2 separate regions of the Gossypium hirsutum genome follow, and region 2 is linked to region 1. The links are chromatin contacts, called in public Hi-C maps. All regions are on one chromosome and are shown on one strand. The core of a region is the stretch at or near the end of the contact, and the rest is flanking DNA. Distances in the headings are between cores, read along the strand shown.

The links. A called contact is a pair of places that touch in the nucleus more often than the background predicts.
Region 2: a contact with region 1 is called in a Hi-C map of leaf, with 1.7 times the contacts expected there. The contact joins two enhancer-like sites. A contact is called at or near these places in 6 of 34 Hi-C or Micro-C datasets (anther, callus and leaf).

The regions. Positions count from the first base shown.
Region 1 is chrA12:4,270,594-4,277,801 of Gossypium_hirsutum_v2.1, reverse strand. No RefSeq gene overlaps it. Among protein-coding and RNA genes, the nearest start is that of LOC121210829, 11 kb to the left of the region's middle. Within about 2 kb of position 4,346, at least 4 of the 9 cell types and tissues checked have an H3K27ac peak or open chromatin away from gene starts, as enhancers often do. A contact at or near this core is called in leaf, where this site is marked.
Region 2 is chrA12:4,421,720-4,428,776 of Gossypium_hirsutum_v2.1, reverse strand. It overlaps the pseudogene LOC107928823. Among protein-coding and RNA genes, the nearest start is that of LOC107928803, 9.0 kb to the right of the region's middle. Within about 2 kb of position 4,831, at least 7 of the 9 cell types and tissues checked have an H3K27ac peak or open chromatin away from gene starts, as enhancers often do. A contact at or near this core is called in leaf, where this site is marked.

The sequences.
Region 1 (7,208 bases), core at 3,097-5,596:
TGCTACACTATATCATACCGTAAACCATCATTATCAACACACTCCTCAACTAAAACCATTACTTATCATCTACCTTAAACCACCAAACACTAAATCCATTATTTCTCGGTCCCTTTACTCAACACCTCATCCAAGTCTAATTACCATCACACTTCAAGCTCCCTCATTAAAACCATCCAAACATTAAAAACAACTATAATTTTCTTATATATTTTTTAATTTTTACAACTTTTTATACCGTGAATAAGTTTTTATAACTTTTTTTTATTAATTTTTATATTTTTTATCATTTTAATTATTTTTATAATATTTATTTAGCATTTTCATTATTTCATAACATATTAATAATATTTTATAACATTCACTAGTTTTTATTTTTTATTTAAATCTTATGATATTTAATAATTTTCATAGATTTTCTATAATTTTTAAATTTTAATAATATTTTAATAACTTTTAGCTAAAATTTTTAGGAATAGATATCAAATTTATACATAAACTTATAGATATCAAATTTATACATAAACTTTGATTCAATGTATAACTTGATACATGGCCTTTGATTTTAATGCAATTATATATGTGAATCTTGAATTGTGGTTCATATGTATACGTGAAATTTTAACTTTGATTCAATTATATACATTTAAAGAAAATGAATACATACATTTACTTTCATATTGGATTAATATAACTATTTATGTATGTAATATATCAATATAAACTAGTGCTAATCCGATAATATTGTTAATAATTTTATGAAAATTGAATTAAAACAAAATTTCATGTATTAAAAAGCACAAAACCAAAGTTCATGTATGAAATTGCATATTAAATCAAAATTCATGTATAATTTTGATATTTACTCAAATTTTTATAATAGTTTAAATTTTTTTTTCATTTTAATTATTTTTATATAAATTTCTATAACTTTTAAGATATTTTAATATTTTAAAAAATTTATAATTTCTTGAGAACTTTTATATAATCCTTAAAAATCAATTAAACTCTCCTAAAATAATTAAAAATCAATTAACTCTCATAAAATAATAAAAAAATCTATTCATATCAAATGCCAAGTCATCAAAATTTTCATACGAGCCGCCACATCACTTACCACATTACTCACTACGTCAAAATTTAACAGTTTGTTTAGAAAATGATAATTTTAAGGACCTAATTTATTTTTATTTTTTTGAATTAAAAGTCTGGTTGATTGCAATTTTCAACAGCTTTGAAAGGAAAGTCATTATCGTCCAAAAAAAAAAATAATAATAAAACATTTAGTCATAATCAAAGCTTTTTAGCTAGCTAGCTTGCAATTTTATCCGATATTTTGAGTATATTTTTTCTTTTCCACACTAGGGTTTATTAATAATTTGACACTTTATTCTATCAGTTTTTTTAATTTGGTACTTATTTTTTTTACCCATTTTGTTATTTAAATTTTAATTCCGTCCACCGATTCAACTCCTAAAATTGACCGTGTAAAAAAGGGAAGGCCATGTGGCGACTACCAAAACGTGTGACGTGGGTTTTTCTTTTTGCCTATGTTAGCATATGAGACATATAAATGGATTAAAAACCTTAAAAGTTATGTATAAATTACAGTATTCAAAAGGGTTAAGGGCGTTCACCGTCTCTAATGTGATTTGGGTTTAAGTTATGTTAGTTACGTTTATTGTTTAGATTTTATCTGTTATTATATTCACCAAAAAAATATAAAAAGTAGAAATATTTTAAAAGTTTAAAATTAAAAAAATATAAAAATTTTCCATTAATAATATATATAAATTCTAAAAATAAAGTTTAGAAAGGTTTAGTTAATTTTAGAAAAAAAAAGTTTAACTTTTAGAAAATTTTAAAAAAATTAAAAAAAAAATATATTCTAAATAAATTTATAATAAAAAATTAAATTAAAGTTTGACTGAGGCTAATCGGGCATCTATCAAATGATGATCGGCGTTGACGGGCATGACCATTTTCAAGTCATAAGTAGATATATTCAATGATAAGTGCTCTGTGTAATTCGTTTGTCCTAATCCAATTTAGATCATATTTTTTTAAAAAATATATCTCGCTAGGATGGCCTTAATTTACTATTAAAATATATAAATATTTTATTAATTTATGAGTAGTAAAAACAGATTTTAAATATGGTCAAAAGTCAATCTTAAGCTTGAATATTTTTTTTTTAAATCGAACCATAGCTCGATTTTGTCTATGGATATATTTCTGATCTATAGACATATTTAATCTTAAGATAAGAGATTATCGGAGAATTTAAAAATTATTAGATAAATTTAGTATAGGCTATTAATTCACTTTGAGAGTGGAATAATAAATTTTTTTTTTTGGTAAAAAGAAAAACTTAATATAATCTATCTATATAGAAGCCTTTTGATCAAGGCTAACACCACTTGTTTTTACAATAGAAAATATTGCTAATACTTCTTTTGGGATCTCATAAAAAATTGTCAAATTTTGACCCGTATTAACTCCCTAGAAATGTGTTGCATGTCTCAATGCCCAACTTTCGCTAAAAGTTGATAAATTCTTGTAATGAGGGTGAAGAGTGAGTCAGACGAGGAGAAATCCCGAATAGACTTAATCACTCCAAACTATCTGCTTGATTTTATAATTTCATCTTTTGAGAAAAGATGTTTCAATAAGATAAAAGATAATCATGACTTATAAAGTTATAATCTAATTAATGATTAGTTGACGTTGAATTATTTTCCGCTCAACTTAACACCAACATAAAAATATGTAATTATATTTTTATCGAGAATCAACATAAATAATTTTAAAAAGCGTCGAATAATGTGACTTTATATATACAAAATTGATCGAAATGTCAATAATTTGTATTATAAAATTAGAGAAATATGTAGCTCCATTGATGGGACTATGAAGAAATGGAAGGTAAGGGGTAGTCGTAATAAGTAGATATAGTATGGAAGTGGTGGGTACAAGTCCAGAGAGGATGAAGGCTACTTCCATTATCATTCCAAAAGAAACTTGAGGGGGGCCTTCCCCTCACCCCTCCTTCCCATGTACTTACACATGAACTAATACTATAACTAAGGCCAAATGGGCCCTCTCTTTCTCTTTCCTTCCATCACTTCCTCTCTACTCTATTTATTACAAATACTAATTTTTATACATCATCTAAATTAAAATGGGTCTATTTGGATATACGGTAAGATTAATTATTGTAATAGTAATAAGAAAAAGAAAGAAAATAACCAGTAAGGATATTATTTAAAATATTAAATTATTTTCTATATAATATTTTATTTTTAATAAATAAATAAAAATTAATAATAATATTGTTTCAAACTATTTTTTTATTCTTTATTTTTAGTTAATTTATATTAATTATATAGTAATAAATATTTTCATTAGCTTATTAAAAAACTTGTATATTTATTTTTTATTATTTATATATGAAATAATCACTTGATGATTTGTAAAATAATTATACAAAATTTAAGGGAAGTTTTAAGGCAAAAAATGAGGAAATTATGTGCCAAAGCTCAAAAGAAACGAACAAAAATGTAGGGATATAATAGACCATGAAAGACTGGTGAGAATGAAAAGGCAGACAGGAGGATGAAAAAATTGAGGTGCTAAACACTTAGCACGCCTCACTGGAGCTTACTGATAAACTTTTCGTATATTTAAAATTTAATTTTTTTTTATTTTTTAAAATTTAAATCTAATTGTTAAACTCGTTAAAAATATTTTTATTAATTTAAATAAAAGTTGGGGTTATTGGTCAGTGAAACGTCTTTGTGGCAATGTGGTCCAATCATATTGAATGGTTTACAAAATTTTCAGCTTTCGGCTTAGTCCATAGCGATATACATACGCCAACTCTTTTCATTAGAATACATTTGTTAGAGGAAGCACTCAATCTTTCCCTCTTATGCGGTTATGCCTGCAGTAACCCCCCGAAAACGAGGTGTCCCCATTCAAAGGCGGCCTTTCATACTTTGTCAAACTTAATTTCTAATTTTTTTTATTATAAATTAGTCTAAAAATAATAGAGGAAGGAATCTTAAATATTTAGATTTGATCTTTAATTTTTTTTAAAAAAAATATAAATAAATTAAATTAAATATCATACCCAAACTGAATTCAAGTTAGTAGCCAATACTGATGTGGTCTGAAAAAAAAATAATTATAGAAGGAGAGAGAGGAGGCGGCAATGAAAGATTGCAGCAGATCCGATGTAAAAGAGCGGATCCTAGTGAGTTGCAGGCCCCAACCCCTCTCCATTCTGAAGGCTTTTCAGAGATATCAATGGTGTTGGGATTCGCCTATACTCTTATATCTTATGTACCATTCCACTACCCACTACCCACTACCCATTAGGACACCAAGGGGTTTTTTTTCTCTCTCCAATTGTTCAAAGAAATAATCCTAGTTTTTCAAAAAATATTAATTTTAATAAATCTAAAAAGAGAAGAGATTTTATGTAATAATAATATTATTTTTTTAATAATCTTACGCCACATCAATAATTTTATTTTGAATTTGATTTTTTATAGGATGAACATACTGATATAATATAAAACTATTAAAAAAGAAATATCGATGACATAACATCAATATTTCATACAATTATTTCCCATCCTAAAACAAATGTAATAGAACTTTTAGTTCCATAAATATACACATAACACTCTTCAAACTCCACGAGTTCCTTTGATCAAAGTACTATAAATGTCTCTGAATTATAAATTAGATTGTATTTTATTTTAATTATTCAAAAAATAAGTAAATTAATTTTTATATATTAAGCCACAAATTAAATTAGTCACTTTTATTATTATCTATTCTTATAGTTAAAAATTAGCATAATTAATAAAATAATTAAATTATTGCCATGTATATTTCATTCTAATATATATGAATAAACTTTAAATAGTAAAAATAAATATAATTTTTAATAAAAATTAATTTACTTATTTTATAAATAGAGGAAGTAAAACTCATAATGTGACCTAGTTTTGAGTGCATCTACTTACATGGATGTCACGACTGTGCCATTTCCTTTAATTTGCCTTGTTTTAAGTAATAAGTTTTAAAGCCGTAAAGCAGAACTTCTCTGCGTATCTTAGGCAGCTTTTTCAAAAGGTCTGTCTGATATACACAGTATTATTAGTATATAAAAGCTGCATGTCCAAACGTATCCAACATTTTTATATCTTAAAAATTTATAGTTAAAATATTTTACATTTAATATACTAATAATGTATATAAATTAAAAATAAAGGTGATTAAATTTAATTTTAAAACATTTGATAAAATGATATTTTAAATATGGACAATATATTAATATGTACCGAAATTTGAAAATTCTGAAAATGGAAACTTTGTTTGAAACCTAGATATTTTATTAGATGATGAGATAGGTATGGAGTTCTTATTTTTAAGGGTAATCTATAAAAATAGTTATTTTTATTTGCTCCAAGTTACATTTTAGTCATTTATGTTTGAAATGTTACGTTTTAGTCACTTATGTTATTATTTTGTTACGAAGTGATCACTTTACCGTTAAGTTCCGTTATCTCTCTAACGGTAATCCTACGTGGCAGTCAAACTAGATTTTAGGTACTAACTTGAATTTCTAAATGTGTGAAAATAGATTTTTAATTAAAAAAATTAATTAATTAAAAATTTTAAACCTAAACCTTAACTAAAAAAGCTATTCATCTTCTCTTTTTTATTTTTCTTCCATCTCTTCTTCTTTTTTAATGATTTTTTTTATTTGACTAGAAAAACTATTATTAAGATCAAAATAGTTGAAATTAAATTGACCACTTCATAAAAATGGATTCAATTGAGGGTTCAGGTATATCTTTTTTGCATTCCTCTATCTCTTTTATTCAATACTAAAAAAAAAGATTAAATTTTTTTATTGTTTAATGAAATCCCTAAACTAAAATTCTTGAAATTAAAAATCGGTTTCTTCTCGGCTTCAGGTCACTTTATCAATGAAATCAATGTTTAAGCTTGAAAATGTATGTTACGTTTCTCTTGTCTAATGTTTTTCTCCAGGTGGATGGCAGGGCTACGATTGAGTTAGAAATTCTTAGATTTTTTGGTAATCCACTTGAATTCCTTCAAAAATTTTAATTTAAAGTTTTATTAAACAATAAAAATCTAATCTTTTGTTTTTCAGTGTTGAATAAAAGAGATAGAGGAATGCAAAGAAGACATACCTGAACCTTCCATTGAATCCATCTTTATGAAGTCAATTTGATTTCAACTATTTTAAACTTAATAATAGTTTTTCTAGTCAAATGAAAAAAAACATTAAAAAAAAAGAGACGAAAGAAAAATAAAAAAGAGGAGATGAACAATTTTTTTAGTTAAGGTTTAGATTTAAAAATGTTAATTAATTAAAATTTTTAATTAAAAATCTATTTTCATCCCATTTAAAAATCTAAGTTAGCACCTAAAATCTATTTGGACTGCCATGTAGGATTACCGTTAGAGAGATAATGGAATTTAACAGTAGAGTGATCACTTTGTAACAAAATAATAACATAAGTGACTAAAACGTAACATTTCAAACATAAGTGACTAAAATGTAACCTTGAGCAAACAAAAGTGACTATTTTTATAGATTATCCTATTTTAAATTATTAAAAAATGTATAGAGATCAAAATTATTAATTCATTCTTACTAAACCTAGAAGTACTAAAAAGAAAAAAAAATGTATCTTGAAATTTGTTTACAACCTCCCATGCATGCACCAAAACAAATAAGGATGAAGCAAGTGTGGACATAGGAATCCTTAGTAAATGCTACGTGTTAGAATTTAGGTTATATATTGCCAACTAATTTATTGATTTTTAAAAAATATTCTAATCTGCCGTATAACACTGATCAAAACTCTCTACGACTGTTATGATATGTATGCAGACTTGGATGTGGCATTGTTGGGATTGGAGTTTGGAACAAGGAACAAACATGGCGATTTCGATGGTTAATGATGAACTGCCCGGAACTCTTCACGAGTTATATGAGGAAGGAAAATATTTTATTGAAAAATGCTTTGTTAAAGATCCAAAGAAGCAATGGACATTTGAGGGATCATCCATTTATGGTCAGTGATGATGAGTTTTTTTTTTTTTTCTTCTTAATCACATGTTAGTGGTGTTAGCTTATCACAATAATAAATAAACTTAAG
Region 2 (7,057 bases), core at 3,582-6,081, 150 kb before region 1:
TTACCGATGTTCTATTTTTTACATTATGTTCTTAATTATATTATTTATACTTATATTTAATTTATTGTGTATTTAGGGAATAATTGGAGAAAAATGAGCTTAAAGTTTATTTTGACAAGTTTTTATGGATTGGACTTTCAATACAATGTAGCTTCAATATTTTGGTTATAACATGAGCTACTAGCGTCCATTTTGGACCCATAATATACTAATTCAAAGGTAATTGAAAAATCTATCTAAAGGCATTTCACGAATTAAGCCCAAAAACGTCAGAAAGACGTCCAAAACAATCGAAAAGTTTGACGCAAAAATTACCAAGATATCTTGAAAAATTCCGCTTTATGTAACTAAGGGCACTTTTGTATTTTCTTCCATATTTTTTTTGCCTTATAAATAAAAATTATTAGATTGAGAGATAGTTGTTATTAGTTTTATTTGGTTTCTTTATTTTATGGATTACTAAATCCTCTTTTCTAGTTAAATGTTTTATCAAAGTTTGATTTAATGAATTCGTGAGACCTAACTTGCGTTTTAATTCTTCTTTGTTCTTTAATATTCATGCATCTTCTATTTTAATTACAAGTGCTCAGGTTTATTAGATATCCGAGTGGTATTTGATAGCTTAGAATGGTTACCTTGTCAATTAGAATAGTTAAATCCGTAATTGTTTAATTCATTCTAATACTAATGACGAACTGCATAACTCGTTTATGTTGTAGTTTACGTTTTTGTGGTATGGATATGTGATCTAGCTTAAATGGACTCAATTGAGGTGAGTTTGTTAGTTAGAATTAGACCTCTATCATTCTAAATGTTGCCCATGAATTAAATCTTGGGCGCTGAGTTATAGCGTTATTTATCGATTAGGAAAGTAATTTCAAACAACCTACCTCTTGGTTATCGAACAAGTAATGAGAGATTGGTTACCTGACACTGAGTTAGCAAGAACTAATTTATTAAAGGCATTAAAATTATCCTTGCATTGATGATCAAATCTATGAATCAAATGAAGATTTTACTTTTGGCTAGAGTTTTTCCTCATTGATTTTATTTTATTTTACAATATCTCTTTACTTTGTTCTAATTTTAATTTTACTTTTTAATTTTAAAACCCGTTTATTTTTATTTTTGTTTTTATTGAAGAAATAAAATTATCACTGATCTCTATGGATACGACTCTACTCCCTACTATCTACTATTTTATATTTTTCAAGTAGGTTTTATTTTTGTAGGTCTTAACAGCCTAACACTTTATCCTTGATCACCAATATTCTTTCTTTATGCTTTTCTAAAAGAAGGCTTTTTTACCTTAATAATCCAAAAAAAAATTAAATACCAAAATGAGTCACCCTATAAATTAATTATCGAAATGGATCGCTTGCTATAGTAGTTTTCGATGCTGCCATGGATTTTTTTTTAAATTTTTATTGGAGCCTCCTGACACATTGGGGACACAAGACTACAATACAATTAGTTATTATATTGACCATATTATAAACTAATTGTTTGATTCCCACAAATAATGTTATTTTGTCAAAACATAATAAACTCACCTTTTGGAGGAAAAAAATAAAATGAGATATGTGGGAATTAAACTCGCAACCACAAAATCTTACACTCTACCACTTAAGCTAAAATAGCTATTTTATAATACAATAAATATAATCACTAATTACATTTTAGTTTGGTGTCGTCAATGTGTCTAACAGCAGCAATAAAAAATCATTTTTAAAAAAAAATTCATGTAGTACCGCCAATCAATCAGGCGACACTAAAAAATACTGTAACAAATGATCTATTTCAATAATTTATTTGTAGGATAACTCATTTTGATATTTAATTATTATTTTTGAATTATTGAGGTGAAACATTGGAGTTCTTGGTTCGAGGTATCATTGTAGACCTAAGTACAGTATTATTGAAAGGACTGGAATCCAAACTAGACTCAGTCAAGGTATCATGAGGACTATCCTCCAATGTCTTCTTCTTCTTGTTCTGTTTCGCTACAATAGGAGCTTTACCTTTTGCTTTCCTGGATAAGGCAAAATCAACAAGTTCTTTGGTCACTATAGACCTGATTCTACAGGAAATAAACTTTCCTTTTGCTACTGTTGTGAAATCGCCTTCTTACCAATGAGGTAAGGGTAAAGAGAAGAAAGACTGATGAAGGGTGTTGTCCACAATATGATGCTTTAATTGAGACAAGGACCCTGTAGTCTGTGGTTGCCCATTTACAGCTAACATTGGGAAATCGTTGGTACTACAACATGACTGGGCTTTCTTTTTTTCCTTCATCCTTGGAAGACTGAGTTAAAATGATTTTGCTTAAGTCTTATAGTTCCACAATCGATGGAGAATGGCCAACCTTATTTCTGATTTTGCTTAAGTCTTATAGTTCCACAATCGATGGAGAATGGCCAACCTTATTTCTGATTTTTTCTTGGTTGATTTGGAAGCATAGGAATAATTTTATTTTTAAAGGAGCTAGTTACAGTAACATGGATTTGATGGAAACTAGTATAGCTTGGGCTCGCAACATTTCTAATTCGGTAAGGGTGAATAATATTTGTTGTAGTGATTACACCAAAGAGTATTAGCAGCCACCACCTGTGGGGTGGGTTAAAGTTAATATTGATGGCAGTGTACCCAAACATACATCATTTGCTGCTATGGAGGGTGTGATTCGGGATCATAAGGGGAATTGGTTATTTGGTTTTATCATGAGAATTGACAGATCTGGCATTTTCTAAACAGAAGCAAAGGGCACTTTATGAGGGACTCATGGTTGCTTGGCATGAAGGGTTCCAACAAATTGAAATAGAAAGTAATAATGCTATCTTGATTGATGTGGTTAGTAATGGATATGATGTTGACAGTAATATTTTAGAAATTCGACTTATACATACTATGATATTGAAGAAATGGCAAGTTAAATTTCGACATGTTCCAAGGGAGCAAAACAAGGTTGTGGATTGCATGGCAAAGATGTCGAATGGAGATTTAAATGTGAAATGTTACTTTGTTGAGCCACTTGAGGGTGTTTGGAATCTACTAAAAAATGATATTCAGTAAGAGAAGAGATTGTATGAAATTGTGATTCCACATCATCTCTATCCCTTTCCAATAGGAGAATGACAAATAAATTTTTTCTCTTGATTTTCAACTTTTTCTTCCTGAAAAAAAGCTAAAAACCAGGAGGAAAAATATGATTTGTTATTCTTCTATTGGAAAAGAGATAGGGATGATGTGGAATCACAGTTTCATACAATCCTTTCTCTATTCAACAGTCTAGAATAAGATTTGACTCGTAGTAGAGTTATGTGATTAAAATTTTATTTCTATTTCTTTTAACCAAAAAATATATATACATATATATATATACACGCATTGAATGAATTAAAAAACATATACGTATTGAAATTGTTAATCCAAATATTAAGGTTCCATTTGTTGTTTTATAATTCACATAATTTTTTTTTGGTAATTCACATTAAATTTAAGACTAATTTACCTAAAAAGGCTCATCTCCAAGTATATTTACGGCACAATTATTTACTGGAAAGGGTCTCTTTTTGCAAAACGTACCTATGTGGCCACGTTTAAGGGGAAAAATGCCAGCAAAGCGCGCCCCTGGGGAGCTTTTTTGCCACGTCAGCCAAAATAAGTTAGGGATATTTGCATGTTTAGTACCTAAAGTTTTTTAGGGGTTTTAGGGTTAGGGTTTTGCAAAAAATAAGTTAAGGTTTAGTGTTTAGGTTTTTTTAAAAAACAAGTTAAGGTTTAGAATTTTAGTAGATTTTAAAAATAAATCAGGAGTTGGTGTTATTTTATAAAAATTATTTAAATTAGGGTTTATGGTTTTTAAATAAATTAAATAAATTAGGGTTTTTAAGGTTTTAAATAAATTAAGGTTTAAGGTTTATAGGTTTTAAATAAATTAAAATAAGGTTTTAAATAAATTAAATTAGAGTTTATGGTTTTTAAATAAATTAAGTAATTTAGGATTCTAGGGTTTTAAATAAATTAAATTAGGGTTTAGGGTTTATGGTTAAATTTAAGTAAATTAGGGTTTAGTTTTTTTTAAAATAACATTGTGTTTATTTTTTTAACAAAATTGATTATTTTTACCCCCAAAAAATAATTTTGAGAAGACATTTCTGAACAAATAGTATCAAAAACGCTTCAAGTAGGATGCACTATCAGCAAAAATACAAAAAAAAGCTCCCACGTGGATGTTCTTTTTCTACAGTAGTTCCTGAAAAAATAATTTTGAGAAGACATTTATGAATAGTGTCAAAAACGCTTCAAGTAGAATACACTGTCAACAAAATTATAGAAAAAAGCTATCACGTGGACACTCTTTTTCTATAGTAGTTCATGAAAAAATAATTTTGAGAAGATGTTTCTGAACAAATAGTGTCAAAAACACTTCAAGCAAGATGCATTGTCAACAAAATTGTAGAAAAAAACTCCCACGTGGACGCTCTTTTTCTACATAGTTCCTGAAAAAATAATTTTGAGAAGATGTTTCTGAACAAATAGTGTTAAAAATGCTTCAAGCAGGATGCAATGAACTTAAATGAAAATTTCTGAACAATTCAATAACCAAATAATAAAAAAAAATTAATTAAATAAACAAAATAAAAACTTATCAATAATTTAATAACTAATGGTATAGTTTACCCTAATAATAAATACTATTAAACTTTCCAAAATTTTTCCACAACCTTCTTAACAGGAATAGTAAATTAGAAGGCCAAGAAAAATAGGAACCTAGGGTTTACGATGTAAACGGCGACGTTTGAGATACGGGGCTCAAACTCTAGGCTAGAAAAATCGCTCACCTCCTCCATATCATCCCTCTCGTTGACGCCCAAAACGCTCTGCTCTTCTCCGTACCCATTTTTCTTTACTTCCAAAAGATCCCATGGTATGTTTGTTAATCTCATCATCTCCTACTCTGTTTTAGATCAGAAAATGAATTCTTTTTTATTTGGTTTTGCAGGCCCCAAAGAAGGACAAAGCCCCTCCTCCTTCATCTAAGCCAGCCAAGTCTGGAGGTGGAAAGCAGAAGAAGGTCATCTTTTTATTATATCTTATGCTATATATATAATGGGGTCGATCTCTCTGCTTTTCAAAAGTTAAATATGAAGTGGGGGGGTTTTTGTTGTTGTATTAACAGAAGTGGAGTAAGGGAAAGCAAAAGGAGAAGGTGAACAACATGGTACTATTTGACCAAGCTACCTATGACAAGCTTCTCTCTTGAGCTCCTAAATACAAGCTTATCACTCCTTCAATCCTCTCTGATCGTATGAGGGTACTTTTTTCATTTCTACCTCTTTATATTATATGTTAATCATTTGTTGTTGTATTTTTAATGTTGTTTCCCTTTGCATGATGTTTACCTTTCTTTTGCATTTGTGATGATATTAGTTTTCGATTTGATTTATGGTGTTGTCTCTAGTCTGGAGGTTGAGATCTAAATAGTTCATTCTATTTGATGTCGGCTTGTCGCCCTGCTCAATTTTTTGGAAAATAAACGTTTATCTGGCACGAGTTTTTTATTGTTGGATCAATGGTGACTGCTACACGGATAGATGAATTTGGGCACCCTAATTCTTAGTTGTTTATTCAATGTCTGACCTCGAATGGTGATCTAAAGTCGGGTTATTTTGGGTCATAAACTCTTGTTGTATGTATTGCTGTGACAAAATAATATGTTCATACACTCGTGTTATAGAGTTAGAATGTTGGTTCCAGGTCAGGTTGACATTCTTTTTATAGAATGTTTGCTTCTAGTTCGCATGCGCGAACTCTATTGAATGGGGTCTAAACCCGGCAACTGTGTCTAATATGTTTTTCTTTTTTTATGTGTGTGTGTGTGTGCACTTCACAGATTAACGGATCACTTGCAAGGAAGGCAATACGGGAGTTGATGGCAAGAGGGTTGATTAGGTTGGTCTCTGCGCATTCAAGCCAGCAGATTTACACTAGGGCAACAAACACCTAGATCTTTAGTTATATTTTTGCAATTAGTTCTAAGAAGTATTGCCATGGTTGAGTTTTGACTTGGATAAATGATTTTTCCCCCCTTTAAATTTGGTTTAAAACTTCTCTTTGGCTACTTTTTGTAGAATGATTTAATGGTTGAATTTCAGCTTCTTTGGCCACTCAGCTTTCCTAAGTGAAATTGATAAGGTGTTTTAGTAGTGTGTTTAAAACCTTAAAATGTCCTATTTGAGGAAATTGAGGCCAAGCAACTCCTCTTTCTGTGTTAACTTGCTGGATTTTGAGGAAACGCGGGGGTAGAAGATCAGAATCATAATGTGGAGGAAATGGTTATTCATAAGAAGAGAAATTTGGGTCCATTTCTTTGTTCTGGAGCGTTCCATGCCTTGAACTAGGGTTAAATCTTCAGAAGCATTTAGAGAGATCTTTGAAGTATTTGTGTTGGCTGCTTATCTCCTATCCTATTGCCAAAGTTTGTTCTTTAATCTGGATTAATTTGTTCATTTTTTAAGTAGAAAGAGGAAAATACAAAGACTTTCATAGTACTCTGCTTATTTTATGAGAGCTTGGGCAATCGAAATTGAATAAGTAAAACATAAAATGATCATGTGAAGAACTAAAGTAAGAAACAAATATCAATGAATGTTGAAAGTTGGACCAAAACAGAGGAAATGATGACGATAATGGCAACTTATCTCTAACCACCTTAACCCGCATATCTTAACATTTTTGGCAAGCTTTCAAACTTATTAATAATATAGCTTTCGAAGTTGTCATTTTAAATATTTTTATTATTTACAAATAAGAATTTTAATTTTATTAAAGTATTTATTTAATAAATAAATTATTTTATTGTATTAATGCTTCTATTTAATTAATTTGTAATACAAATAAAAATAATTATTTTTATATTGAATTATTAAAATTATTATGTTTTCTCTCACAGAAAAGAAAAATTGATTATTTATATAATAAGTAACTTTATATTTCACATATAAAATATTATAAATAATATTTATGTAATCTAATCTAATATATTTATATTAAC